Linked DNA regions of Gossypium arboreum: region 1 is linked to region 2. The links are chromatin contacts, called in public Hi-C maps. All regions are on one chromosome and are shown on one strand. The core of a region is the stretch at or near the end of the contact, and the rest is flanking DNA. Distances in the headings are between cores, read along the strand shown.

Evidence for each region. Hi-C and Micro-C count contacts between places; a contact is called where the count stands out from the background.
Region 1: a contact with region 2 is called in a Hi-C map of leaf, with 4 times the contacts expected there. The contact joins the promoter of LOC108483410 here to the promoter of LOC108450813 in region 2. A contact is called at or near these places in 2 of 5 Hi-C or Micro-C datasets (both in leaf).

What each region holds. Positions count from the first base shown.
Region 1 is chr7:61,737,232-61,744,412 of ASM2569848v2, reverse strand. LOC108483410 (probable indole-3-pyruvate monooxygenase YUCCA8) reads left to right here and starts at 2,198. Exons shown (of 3, transcript XM_017786794.2): 1 at 2,198-3,083; 2 at 3,178-3,549; 3 at 3,636-4,160. The coding sequence starts at 2,403. The coding sequence ends at 3,869. TRNAV-AAC (transfer RNA valine (anticodon AAC)) reads right to left here and starts at 4,859; the gene lies at 4,786-4,859.
Region 2 is chr7:61,329,368-61,336,316 of ASM2569848v2, reverse strand. It overlaps LOC108450813 (CLIP-associated protein-like), which reads left to right and starts at 2,924. Exons shown (of 21, transcript XM_017748590.2): 1 at 2,924-3,718; 2 at 5,007-5,162; 3 at 5,263-5,325; 4 at 6,285-6,353; 5 at 6,658-6,823. The coding sequence starts at 3,386.

The DNA of each region.
Region 1 (7,181 bases), core at 949-3,448, 410 kb before region 2:
AAACTATAATAATAATTTGCTTTACTTGATTAACATAAGCAAACCCTTTGCCCTCAATATATTTTCTTCTATTTTTATTAAAAAGTAGTGACCAACATGGAACTCAAGGTCCTCAATGGTCATGCACATGCTTCCTTCTGTCCTTCACCAATCAATCTGCCAAAACCTTCCCCCTACTGTTTCCCATTCCCCCATGAATTTTCACTCATCAATCACACACCACCAAGTGGGAATTATGGTGGGGGGCTAGGCTAGCTATGGCTACCTTCCTCATTGCTAGTTTCCAACTCGAATATTTTCATAATAATCATGAACTTGTACTTTGACAGGCCTATTCCACCAAAGTACAATTTACAAAAACAAAACCCTAAAATGCTTTCCACGACTAATCACCATTGTCATAAATGAACATAAAAAAAAATCTCAAAAAAGAAGTAATAATATTTCTTAATTATATGAGCATTCGAGCGTGTCAAACTCGGAAGCATTCACCGAAAGCAACGTTGTTTATCGACCTTCCACGTACCTTGAATGTTTCACAATTGTGTGTTCATACTTTGAACCTCTAGATTATCCTAGTACTTTACAATCTTTACCATGCATAAAGAATATTCTCTCTTCTCACCATGTTTGCTTTCTGACATCTATTTCACCGAAATTCGTAGCTTTTTTTTTTTTTTTTAATCATTGCTCGAGGTGTGTGATACATATGTACTATATAGAATGTACTATATAAATTAATCAAATACATTTTTAAATATCACAAACACCCATAGTTATTAATTTTCTTGGCAAAGTATAAACATTTACACAAAAGCCAAATGAAGGTTCAAAGCTAACCATCGTTGTAGTTCAAGGGCAATACCAGGCACGAAAGACTATAATTTGGGAGCAATATCTTTATTGTTGTAATATTAATTTAATTAAAATATTTTTTATACCCGTTTTACAATTTATAAAAAATTAATTGATTTATAATTATTTTCTCAACAACATCATATTCAAAATTTAAATCTAAATTCTGTCCATAAAATTGTAATAAACTTTACAACTAGGCTAAATATTGTTAGTCTGTTAGGAATATTAGTTGAGCATGCAAATCGTCAGCTTAGAAACATACACAGTGGAAGAAGAGGGCATGTGGATGGGTTGAGCAGATTTTTTTTCTTGGGAAGTGGTGTGAAATTAGTCGAAGTGGGTTGGACAGATGGCGCAAAGGTGGGTGTGGAGGAGGGTCGGCAGAAAGGGGCATTTGTGGGTCGAAGCAGCCTTACAAGTCGCAATCCCAAGGCAATGGAGGGGCTCATGTGGGGGATCCCTCCCCCAAGATCGTGACAGTGTTAAACCCCTTCTTATTCATCAACTTCACTCATCCAATCCACGTGGGAACATCGCCGCCTATATCCTAGTCAGCACTCTCTGCCACTTAGGCTTCCAATTTCCATACATTTTAAATATTTTATTTATCCTCCCATTTATTTCTTTATTTACTTTATTTTTAAAATTTTTTATGAAAGAAACTCCCCTCTAGTGGGTCCATTAGAATCATAAGAGGATGTTGCGTCATTTTCATTTTCATTGTTTCCTAATTCTCTCCCTATGATGTTTCCACTTCATCTTTGGTTAATTTAGCTGATTTTACCTCAAATATTACAGCATAAAATAGGACCTAATTTCTTTTCCTTTTCTTTTCTCTTTTCTCTTTTTATGTTTGAAATTAGGAACATTGCAATCTTTCCTTTTTCTTTTTTTCTTTTGCACAAATTCAATATGATGTATGAAGTTATGCTAATTGAATATGATTGTGTATTTCAATTATCATATATGTATATATATTGTTTTTGATATATAAAATGATCTTATCAAAGTTCACTTACTATGAAGTTGGTGGAACATATACAATAATTGATATAAAATAATATGGAATCTCAAGCTTGGTATGAAATCTACAAGCACATTTGATGTTGGGCATCAAAATCATGTAAACTCCATGCTTTCATTGGTAACCCAAGTTTTTTCTCTTCTAAATATATTTACATCTTTATAATAAACAAAAAAAATTATAAAGGAAAGAATAAAAAATTCCAAAAAAATATGATAATCCTTCAACAATTTTTTAAGTATCATGTAAATGTATATAAGGATCTATTAAATTATTCTATAAAATAACAAAAGGTAGCCATTGGCTTATGATTTGAAACTGGACCCTTTTAAAATGCATTAAATTCTTGAATGTTATCACATGGACCTTCCTTATTTAAGCAGCCCCATCCCATCTTCTCCCTCCAAACCAAGAACAACAACTTACTCTCTCTGAAAGAAAAAAACAAACACCATTTCTTTTTTTTCTCTAAGCTCTCTAATTTCAACTCTACATTTTTGTCTCAAGACAAACTCACCGTATGACAATGGAGAATTTGTTTCGCCTTGTTGATCAAGACCAAGATTTCTTTCAGCGTAAATGGACTTTGGTCAATGGTCCGGTCATTGTTGGTGCCGGACCATCAGGGCTAGCCACTGCTGCTTGCCTGAAAGAACAAGGGGTCCCCTTTGTTGTCCTCGAAAGAACCGATTGCATTGCATCTTTGTGGCAGAAACGCACCTACGACAGGCTAAAGCTTCACCTTCCCAAACAATTCTGCCAACTCCCTAAACTACCTTTCCCTGAGGATTTCCCCGAGTACCCAACAAAGAGACAGTTCCTTGACTACCTTGAATCATATGCTAAGCATTTTGATATCAACCCAAAGTTCAATGAGTGTGTGCAGTCAGCTAGGTATGATGAGACCAGTGGTTTCTGGAGGGTCAAGACCATTGTTACAAGTGGTTCAAACAAGACTGAGTTCGAATACGTTTGCCGCTCGCTTGTTGTGGCCACTGGTGAAAATGCCGAGTGTGTTTTGCCCGATATTGAAGGATTGTCAGAGTTTGGTGGTGAAGTTATCCATGCTTGTGATTACAAGTCTGGTGAAAAATTCAAGGGGCAGAAAGTACTAGTTGTCGGCTGTGGCAACTCTGGCATGGAAGTTTCTCTTGATCTGTGCAACCACAATGCTTCACCTTCAATGGTGGTTCGCAGCTCGGTAAGTCATCAGAAAAAAAAAAAGTTACCTTATATCAGATACACTTCGAAGAAAAATTGAATTCTAATGGGTTTTTTGTTCTGTTTTTCAACAGGTTCATGTCCTGCCAAGAGAAATTTTTGGGAAATCAACATTCGAATTGGCTGTTTTGATGATGAAATGGCTACCCCTTTGGCTTGTTGACAAGCTAATGTTGATTTTGGCATGGTTGATGTTGGGAAACATTGAGAAATATGGACTTAAAAGGCCATCAACGGGTCCCTTGGAACTCAAGAACACAAAAGGGAAAACCCCTGTATTGGACATTGGTGCATTGGAGAAAATTAGATCAGGTGACATTAATGTGGTTCCTGGAATCAAGCGTTTCTCACGTGGACAAGTTGAGCTCGTTAATGGCGAAAAACTTGATATCGATTCAGTTGTGTTGGCTACCGGATACCGCAGCAATGTTCCCTCATGGCTTCAGGTGAGAAAATGCTCTAAAATTCAACTGTTTTAAAGAAGCCAAGATTGACAAATAAACTAATGGAAATAGTTGACATGATGAAACAGGAAGGTGAATTCTTCACCAAAAATGGGTACCCAAAGGCTTCATTCCCACATGGGTGGAAAGGAAAAGCTGGACTTTATGCAGCTGGGTTCACAAGGAGAGGGCTCTCAGGTGCTTCCTCTGATGCCATGAGGATTGCACAAGATATTGCCCAGGTTTTTAAAGATGAAACTAAGCAGCTCAGAATGAGAACTGTTGCTCGCCATAGACGCTGCATTTCACTTTCACAGTTCTAAACTTACAAAATCCTCAGGCCAAATATTTTTATTTCATCAAAAGCTAGGAAACTAGCTTTGTTCCTGTAAAAATTAATAATACTGTATAATACTCTCACCCAACAAAAACAAAACAAAAGAGGTAGAACAGGCTGACAGAGCCCTCTCCAAAGGCCCAAGTTTTGATTTTCTTTGGGAATTTTGTAAACCGAGGATGATGAGGCTTTTTCCCTTTTTTTTTTTTAAATTTTATTTAAAAATGTTTGTACCATAATTCAGTAATCAAGTTGAATGATACAGCAGCTTCCTTTCTCTATATCCCATCATTTCTCTGTCAATGGTTTCAAGATTCTTTCAATTCATGGTACTAATTATTACAATAAGTTCCAATCCACAGCCAGAAAGCTTCATTCTTAACCAGTAAAGATGCTGATTCTTTGAGAAAGGAACAACAGATTTCCAGTTCCCTAAAAGAAATAAGCATTGTATTAATGAAAAGGTAAAGGCCCACTGACTGAATGCTTGAGATTTCCAAGTTGCCCCCATAAACATCAAATCATAGATGGGGAATAGGACTCATGATGATGAGGGACAATGGAACCCAGCTCCCACCATCTTTTGAGGATAGCCAAGCTCCAAACACTATTCCCCTTGATTCCTAAATTACTTGTATGATTTCATTGACCAAAACTTATTTGTAAACGAATAATCTAAAGCCGCACATGGATTGAGCAGAGCACCCTCAATGCTCTCATCATGACTGAATTACAGTTAGATATTTTATGTAAAGCATATTCCTTAACTTAGAGACGTGAGAACTAGCTGTCTTGATCTTATGTAAGTCGTAGAAGTCCGTAAAGGCATGAATACCCTGTTTCCTTTTCTTTTACCCTTTATAACAGAGGACAGTATTGCACTGAAAAGGTAAAAAATTTAATGGCGTCGCCCGGACTCGAACCGGAGACCTTCAGTGTGTTAGACTGACGTGATAACCAACTACACCACGACACCTTTTTTGCCGTTTTCTGAAGGAACAGGGATGTTTTCTTATTTATGATGTGTCTACATGAGTGGTGACCCAGCCAATTAGCCTGCAAATAGACACGATAGTAAGGTGCGTATTACCGAACAAAGTCTTCCAACTCTAAAGCAATTATAGTGTAAATATTATACGAAAACTACAAAAAGATATTAATGCTTGAAATTATGTATATATAATTTCATGAAAATATACGAATATAGTCATGACAATCAAAAGTGGTTCTAAAGCGGATAATAAAACAAAAGAGGCAACTCCTATCAGGGAAGCCTGAGTTATGACAGCCACAAATGACAAAAACACACATTGCAGCGCCCGCTATTTGGGAATTAGTCAACACACATCAAACATTGCTTTCACTGACACAAAAAGTCAAACTTCCCAACACCCCCTACTCAGTCCACAAATATTTGGAATTCAAATACTACTATTTTCTATACTGCTAGGCTCCAGTTGCTATTGGCTGAGATGAGGGTTTCAATAAGCCAATTGGTATATGCTGAGATTCAAGTCGTTTACCTTCTCCCTTTTTACATTGCTTTCAATTTAAAATGCATGAAAATTTTCTTGGCTGGTGGCTTGATTCAACAGGGAAAAGAAACAGTCACCTATTAAAAGGAGCAACTCAGGTCCAAGAATTAAAAGCCCACAAAAAGATATGAACAGTGTCCATTGACTTCCAATTAAGATGGAGACTTCAAAACCAAGTGTTAGTAAGCCATGGGGCCTTTTCTCTTCACATTCCTAAATATAGAACATAGAGAGACAGCCCGTTTTTGTTGCTAAAGACATTGATTCAGAAATTACAACAGGGTGCTTTGAATTCAATGTCCCATATGTTCCCTTCTTTACCAAGCCGGCATGGCCTTTACAGCAGCAACTGATCCACTATGTTATCTCAAACTCAAATATAAATATGTACTTGAAATACATGTGGAGATCATGTCTTCATATTCATGTTTGAAGATCCGTAAAAAAAAAAAAAAAAATCTTAACTACGAATATTAGAGCAAAAATGAAAAGTTCGAGTAAGCTAGTGGATCAGTTTTTTTTCTTTTTTTCTTCCAAACCCCGATTGCATTTAACAGCTGAAACCAATCCGTCCTTTTCCCTGGTTTATATACATGTTTCTGAACCGCTATAATTTGGACATCATTGATAACCATTGTAATGCATTATTGTAGTCCCTTATAATTTGGACAATACTGCTAACAACAGTGAACACACACATGGGATGGTTACCTTTTTCCCTTGCCAAAATCCCTTCACAAGGGACCCATCATCTTCATCTAGGACAAAACCATAATCTACAAGTCAGAATTTGTTTCTTCACATGGTTGTGTCGACTAGAGACTCCGGCGAGGTGGACCTAAACCAGGCAATGAACATTTGCTAAGAACGTGCAGTAGGGAGGGGAAATAAATAGTTTGTAGAATCTACTAAATGATCCAACCCCTTTACAGCCTGACCTGTTTCTCTAAACGAATTGCAGTAGGCTGCAAATGTAATGGCATTGGCTTTAAATTCATCACTTTTTGGTAGGTAAAAGTCTAAGGGGATTGCTAATGGAGCAATTTGTTGTGTTGCCAAGTTGGAATAGCACCCCACCTGTTTTATCCTATCCAGGGACTGATGTAGGACACTGGACAGGCAACATCTTTTACTTCCATCACGAGTTAATTAGTGCAAGGCTTGGACCTTGTAATTCAGACAAGGCCTAGGTAACATATAAGTCCAAGGAGAAACTGACTTGACAGGCTTATCAGGACATGATAATATGTTGTGTTTTATTTGTTAGATTCATCAAGCAGGAGAGATCTCAAAGTTATATTTAGACAGGACAAAAGTGTAATGAAAAGGTACAAAGCAATTGATACCATAGCACAAATGTTCTTAGGTTCTTCCATTTCCATGTAATATAAACCGACAACTTTTTTACAGAACAATCAATTAAGAAAACATTACAAGGCCGATTCCGAAACGAAATTGCCATTTGCATTAATCTTTGTGTAAAGATTGGGTCCATATATATGGCCAGAACTGAGTTATAAGTTCACATGTAAATGAAAGCCTCCTAAAGGTTTAAATATGGTTGACAGAATAGAATTCTTCAAGGCTGTGATGTGGTGAAAATTGCTCCCAAGTTGCAGAGTACCTCCATTGGAAATTGGAATTATTTTGATTCTCAAACTTTCGACTTGGCAATAATACATACTGGGTAAAGTTCTCAATCTCTAGTTACAGGTATTCACGAATGTCGAAACTGAATATCCATATAAAAGAAATATAGTCCA
Region 2 (6,949 bases), core at 1,675-4,174:
ATATCAACCTAAATACATCATTTTAACACCTCAATGAATCACAACAAAGCAATCATAGCAAGTCAAAATCATGTTTTAAGCATAGTGTGTCATCACATATACCAAAATACCTAAATTTACCTATTTAATCCATCTAATTTGACTAATAAAGTTAACCACAATTTGAATTCAACAAACCTATATTATTCACATCAACATCACCAATATGTCTCATTTCTAACCCAACATATATATATATATATATATATATATATATATATATATATATATATATAAGCAAAATTATAATTATTGACATTTACACAAGACAAACTTTGATATTAAATCCACACAAACCCTATACATGCCATATAAACTGTATTGAACATACAAAAACTACTGAAATAGGCTAGATAGGGTGGCTTGATGTGCTGGTCCGATCTTCCGACCTCTTGAAAATCTAGGTTAAATTGTAAGATTTGTAAAAGTTTAGGGACTATTCCACTAATTTTCCTTTTTCACGAGTATCTACGGGCCCTTGATATGCAGCAAAAATAAGCAAAACCAGCTTAAACTCTCTCTCATGGTTGTTTGTTGAAGTTGAAGAAAGAAATTATCTAGAATTCTCTTTTTAATTTCAAATTGTATGTTTAATTTCATGCAAATTAAAATTTTACCATCCATTTGTTTTATTTTATTATTATTTTTCATTAGCATGCCGCCTCATCTCTTTTCTTTGGGCTTAATTGCTCCTTAAGTCTTCCCTTATTTATTTATCAACCATTTAATCACTATTTATTATAATTAACAAGTTTTGCACCTTTTTCAATTTAGTCATTTTTAATTAATTGACTACCAAATTATTAAAATTTTCTAATGAAACTTTAATACTACCTTAATGACACTCCGTAACTATTTAAAAAAATATTTACGGTTCGGTTTATAGAAACAAGGTCTCGATTCCTTATTTTCTAAAACCACTTGACCTAAGATTTTGTTACCTGAACCTAATAATTCATTATAAACTTAAATTGATAATTAAAAATTCTTTCTAAAACCATATTTAACTCGTAAATACTAAATAATAAAATTTACGAGCTTACTCGTTGAATTTGGTGGTCTCAAACCACTATTTCTGACACTATTGAAAATCAGGTTGTTACACCACTAGTCAGAACTAACCAAATCTAAGAGTTGGAAATGTTTGGGAACTAACAGTTTATATTGTGATTATTTCTTCGGGTTTTCTGTCAAAGATACTAGATAAACAAGATGCGTCGGTGATAGAACCTTGATGAACAACGAGCAATGTCAACCTAAGCATTAAAAAGGGAGCATTCTCAAAAAATGACATTTTGTATTCATGCAAATATCATTCATACACATATAGTTAGGAGCATTTGATTCATTTTGATCATAACATCTTAATCGCTTGGTATAAATATAAGCCAATGAAATGGATTCTACAAGCCATGTCCCTAAAGAATAGTGTAATATATTAGTGAAACCACAAATCTCATACCCTTAAAGTTACAACGGGACGGATTGAAGTCATAATAGCAAATCTTATCTCCCTAAAGTTGCAGTGAGCAGATTAAAGCTACAAGTCTTATACATCTGAAGTTGCAGTGGGTCGGATTAAATCTATCGTAGCGAGTTTTATTTTCTTGAACTGGAGCAGATTAAAGCTGTAAATCTTATCTCTCGGAAGTTGCAGTAGAGCAGATTGAAGCTACAAATCTTATCTTCCTGAAGTTGTAGTGGAGCAGATTAAAGCTGTAAATCTTATCTCCCTGAAGTTGCAGTGGAGTAGATTAAAGCTGCAAATCTTATCTCTCTGAAGTTCAAGTGGAGCAGATTGAAGCTACAAATCTTATCTCCCTAAAGTTACAGTGGAGCAGATTAAAGCTGTAAATTACAAATCTTACCTTCCTGAAGTTGCAGTGGAGTAGATTGAAATGATAAGTCCTATACCTCTGAAGTTGCAGTAGGTCAGATTAAATCTACCATAGCAAGTCTTATCTCCTTGAAGTTGCAGTGGAATAGACTAAAGCTACAAGCTACAAATCTTATCTCCTTGAAATTGCAGTGGAGTAGATTGAAGATACGAGTCTCATCTCCCTGAAGTTGCAGTGGAACAGATTGAAGTTACAATTCTTATCTCCCTGAAGTTGTAGTGGAGCGGATTGGAGCTACAAATTTTATCTCCCTGAAGTTGTAGTGGAGCAGATTGAAATTACAAATCTTATCTCTTTGAAGTTGCAGTGGAGCAGATTAAAACTACAAGTCTAATCTCCTTGAAGTTGCAATGGGTTAGAATGAAACTACTTGAAAAAGAGGAGCACCAAAGAGGTCGAGATTTGGCGAGACCAAACGAAATTGGTCATTCTTAAAAATCTTTCTCGTTGCACGACAATGAGCAAAGAGAGGCCACTGTGAAAGCCCAATTTCGTCTAGGCCTAGACAAAAAAAGAAAGCAAAAAAAAAAATTAAAGTCTAGTGTCCATTTACAACAAATTACAGGCCTAAACAACCCAAAATTAAAAAACCCTAATAGCCTAAACAGCCCAAATGGCCCAAACACCTAAACTGTTTCAAACTAAACAAAAACCCTACCCTAGCTCGCGCCGCACCTTAGCCTGCGTCGCTGCTGCTCCTGGCCTCTGCCACCATCAACTGCTCCTCAACCACCACCTACAAAAAACAGTAAACAACACGCAAATAACAGTAGCTAAGTAGCGATAAAAACAAAAGAAAAAGAGAAGAAAGATTGTAATCCGAAAGCGACTATAAAAATAGAATGTTTGCAAGGCTTTAAAATAAAAAATAATTACTCGATAGTTAATGTAATAACAAAAAAATTAGAGAAAGTAAGTTGTTTGAAATAAAAGAATAACTAGAAATTTTAAACCAAAAAAAAGCTGGACTAGTAAATTCCAAATCTGAAGTATCCGATCATCCTTGTGTTATCCTTATGACGGTTACAACTGAACAAAAGAAAACTAAAAAAATAGCACATCGCAGTCTCGCGCGAAAACAAAAAAAAATAGGCAAAAACTCGTAAAATAATACAAAAGGGATGGGCAGTTTCCTTAATTACCTGAACCACACACTTTCATCATCTTCTCCGTCAATCTCAGTCCACTCTACCATCTCTACCCCTTTCATCCGTAATGATAATTTCTTTTTTGAGGAAAGAAATGAAAAGAAAAAATAATAACAAAGAAAATAAGCGCAACTTCTTCGCTAAATATCTCTTTACCAATAATAATCATTTTCCTTGCCTTTAATTGAGTTTCTTTCCTCTCTGCCAAACACATTTCCTCAAATTTTATTTTTATTGTTTTTTTCCAAATTACTGGAATTGGTTGAGAAATTTAGATCTGAGGAGAGGATCGGGATCCAGATGGAAGAGGCACTAGAGCTGGCACGCGCCAAAGACACCAAGGAGCGGATGGCGGCTGTGGAACGTCTCTACCACCTCCTCGAAGGTTCCAGAAAGAGTCTGACTTCTTCGGAGGTTACTTCGCTCGTGGATTGCTGCATGGATCTCCTCAACGACAACAACTTCAGAGTCTCCCAGGGCGCTCTCCAGGCTCTTGCTTCTGCCGCCGTCCTCTCTGGTGATCACTTGAAGTTGCACTTCAACGCGCTTGTTCCCGCGGTTGTTGAACGGTTAGGTGACGCTAAGCAACCCGTCAGAGACGCTGCGAGACGCCTACTTCTCACTCTCATGGAGGTAGAGTTGCTATCTATTTCCTTTTATGTTATTGGTTGTCTACTGCTAATATAATTCCTTTTCCTTTTTATAACTGACTTTCATGCATATCAATCCATGGAAGACTTTTGTTCCTGTGCTTTGTGGAACTTTACCATAATGTTTTTTATTCATGGAGATAGGAAATACGGTTTTTCTTAGCTTTGAATGAGTCAAGGGCTTCCGAATTGTTTTGCCTTAAAATAATTCGTTATCATTTTTGTCTTCGCAGTTCTTGGTAAATGGAAACCTAACTCATTCCTTATTTTATTGCTGTCTAAAGTTACCTTAGCTTTGTAGAAGTCATTAGTGAATGCTTTTATGCAATTGAATAATTACCATCCTTAATTACCTCGGGATGGCTTCCATGTTTCTTGTGGGATGTTTCTTGTGGGACTAGTCATTCATTGCATTTTATTTTTTTATTAATACTACTAAGAAAGCAAGTTCGTGAATTAGGGTCCTCATGCAATTATCTCTATGGATATCATATGTTATTGAAAAGCAGATGCTTGATACTCTCCTACTCTCAAAAGATACGTTTATGTTTAGTGTGGTTCAAAAAGTCTGCTGTGAAGAACTAAAGCATTAGCTTTTAAGATATTTTTTTCCAGTTCTCACTCTAAAGCAAGACTTAAGAACCTGCATTGTCATAATGGCTATGGACAATTTAGTAAGAATATAAGTTGTCAAAAGCTTTTTCACTTTTCTTGGATCCCATTATGTGGTTGTTTCTTTCACTTGCTTTTGCTTGCTAAAGGTTGGTAAAAAAAGCAAGAGAAAATGGTAGAAATGAAACCATAATAGATTGGAAGTTAAAAAAATTACTGAAACCCATCTCCAATTTAGTAAAATCATGCTGCATTTTGTTCTCTATAAAAGTACACTGTATTTTTGAAGTCTTCATAAATGTTATTTGCTTTTGTATCTAAGCATTCCTTTTCTTTTCTGTTTTATGTTGTGGAAAGTAATAACTACCTTAATCCATATGCATTTTCAAGTAAGATTAGTGATACAATGAGGGAGTGTACAACCTCATGAATTTGTCCATTGCAATTTTTATTTTTTAAATTTCTTTTCAATGCCCAGTGGTTTATGGTTTTATTTTTATATCTGTTTCCATAAGGAAAGGGACTAGATTATATGTTTTGCAATTATATTTTGAAGTATCAATTTGAGTGCCTTGCTGAGTTTTTTGAATTATTATTTGAAGATAAGTGGTAAACAATTAGTTTGATCTGTAAAATATACTGATTATTTTGTATTCCAGGTTTCTTCTCCAACAATTATTGTTGAAAGGGCGGGCTCTTACGGCTGGACGCATAGAAGTTGGAGAGTTAGGGAGGAATTTGCCCGGACAGTCACATCCGCAATCAATCTTTTTGCATCTCCTGAGCTTCCACTTCAACGGGCTATTCTCCCCCCTGTATGCCCATTAGTCATTAACTTCTCCAAAATGGATTTCCAGTCTCATCTGTATGTGTGACAGAGATAAGTTGACATATATAAATTTCTTTATTTATCAGATTTTGCAGATGTTGCATGACTCAAATCCCGGTGTTCGTGAAGCTGCTATATTATGCATTGAGGTCAGTGAAAGTTGTCTTCTAGTATTATCTTTACTAGAGCTCAACAACATTTCTAACTTATGTTTAGTAAGAATTGATATTTTCTTATTCATGTTTTGGTCATATTCAAATTTCTAATCGATGTTTTAAAGGAACTTTCACTTTTTCCTAAATATACAAATGATAGCCTGAATCCTGATAGGGGGGCTTACTCTAGAGGCAGCTGTTCTGCCTATCAGTTAAGGAAAAACATGTTGATATGCTTGCAATAAGTTTTTCACTTGCCTTTAGAAGACAAGAAATGCAATGAAAAAATCAATAGGCGCAAACATCAGGGTTCTGAATCTGTTTTCTAGTCAGGAAAACATTAAAAACTTAAGTTGGTCAGGACTCCTTTTTGTTGGAAAACAAAAAATAGAAAAAATTTTCTTGACCGCCTGCTGTGACCTAGGCTACGATTAATATGTCAAAAGCAATGTTTATGTAATTTGATATCAGTAGGTTGTCCAAAAATACTCTCTTAGTTATATTTAGCATATAAACAAAAAAAATCATCTCAATTTGATTTCCTGTGACTCAAGTTTAGATCCCCACCCCTCTTTTCAATTTTCTGCATTCCTTTCTTGTTCATGAACTCAGTTTGACATTGGTTGTTTGGCATGAAATATCTGCTCCTTAGGTTAATATTAATGTGAAATATTTATAAAAAGTTTTTAGCTTCTATTGATGCGTGTAGGTCTTTAATAGTTTTGATCTCTTATGAAGAACTATACAGTGATTATTTATTAGGTTAATTTTCGGTTTCTTTTTTGTATTTCTGCTATTGATGTTTAATAAATTTTGCATTAACTGAATAGTAATTCTTTGCTATATATCCACTTATTGCCGTTCTTCTTGAGAAATTGCTCGTAGAAATTTCATGAGCCATTTACTCTGTCACATCTAGTTGCCTAATGCTGATCACATTATTTCTTTTCCAGGAAATGTATATGCAGGCTGGAACTCAATTTCGTGATGAACTTCATCGCCATCAGCTTCCTGCATCTATGGTGAATATTTGATTTTAGAATAATATATTCCATTCTCTAGCCTTGATTTTAATTATTTGTAGCTGCAGATGAATGATATTCTCATTTTTTTGTGATTTCACAGTAACAGCTCAGTTACACCGTTCCCTTCCCCCTCCCCCTCCCCCTCTGCATTCTCATTCCTGATAACTCTACTTAATTTAACATGTAGTTTCATAAATGATAACATTAGTTTTGATCCTTTAATGTTGATTACATTTCCTTCTAGAAGAAAGGTATGGGTGTTATTAATCTGTGAGTTGTATAATATAGCATATAACTGCAGGTGAGAGATATTAATGCCAGACTAGAGAAAACTGAGATGCAAGTTCGACCTTCAAATGGAATGTTGGGTGGTCTTGCTGCTGGAGATAGAAAGCCTGTAGTCTATAATGTCAAGAAAAGCAGTCCACAAGCCAAGAGTTCTTCAAGGGAGATATCTCTTTTGGGAGGTTTGGACCCATGTATATCGAACAATGATTTTTTTTCTTCTTGAAAGTAGTTTGGGATGTTTTTCATGATATGTGATCTCTGAATACTCTAATTAATAACCTACTTCCAATATTGGCTACTTTTCT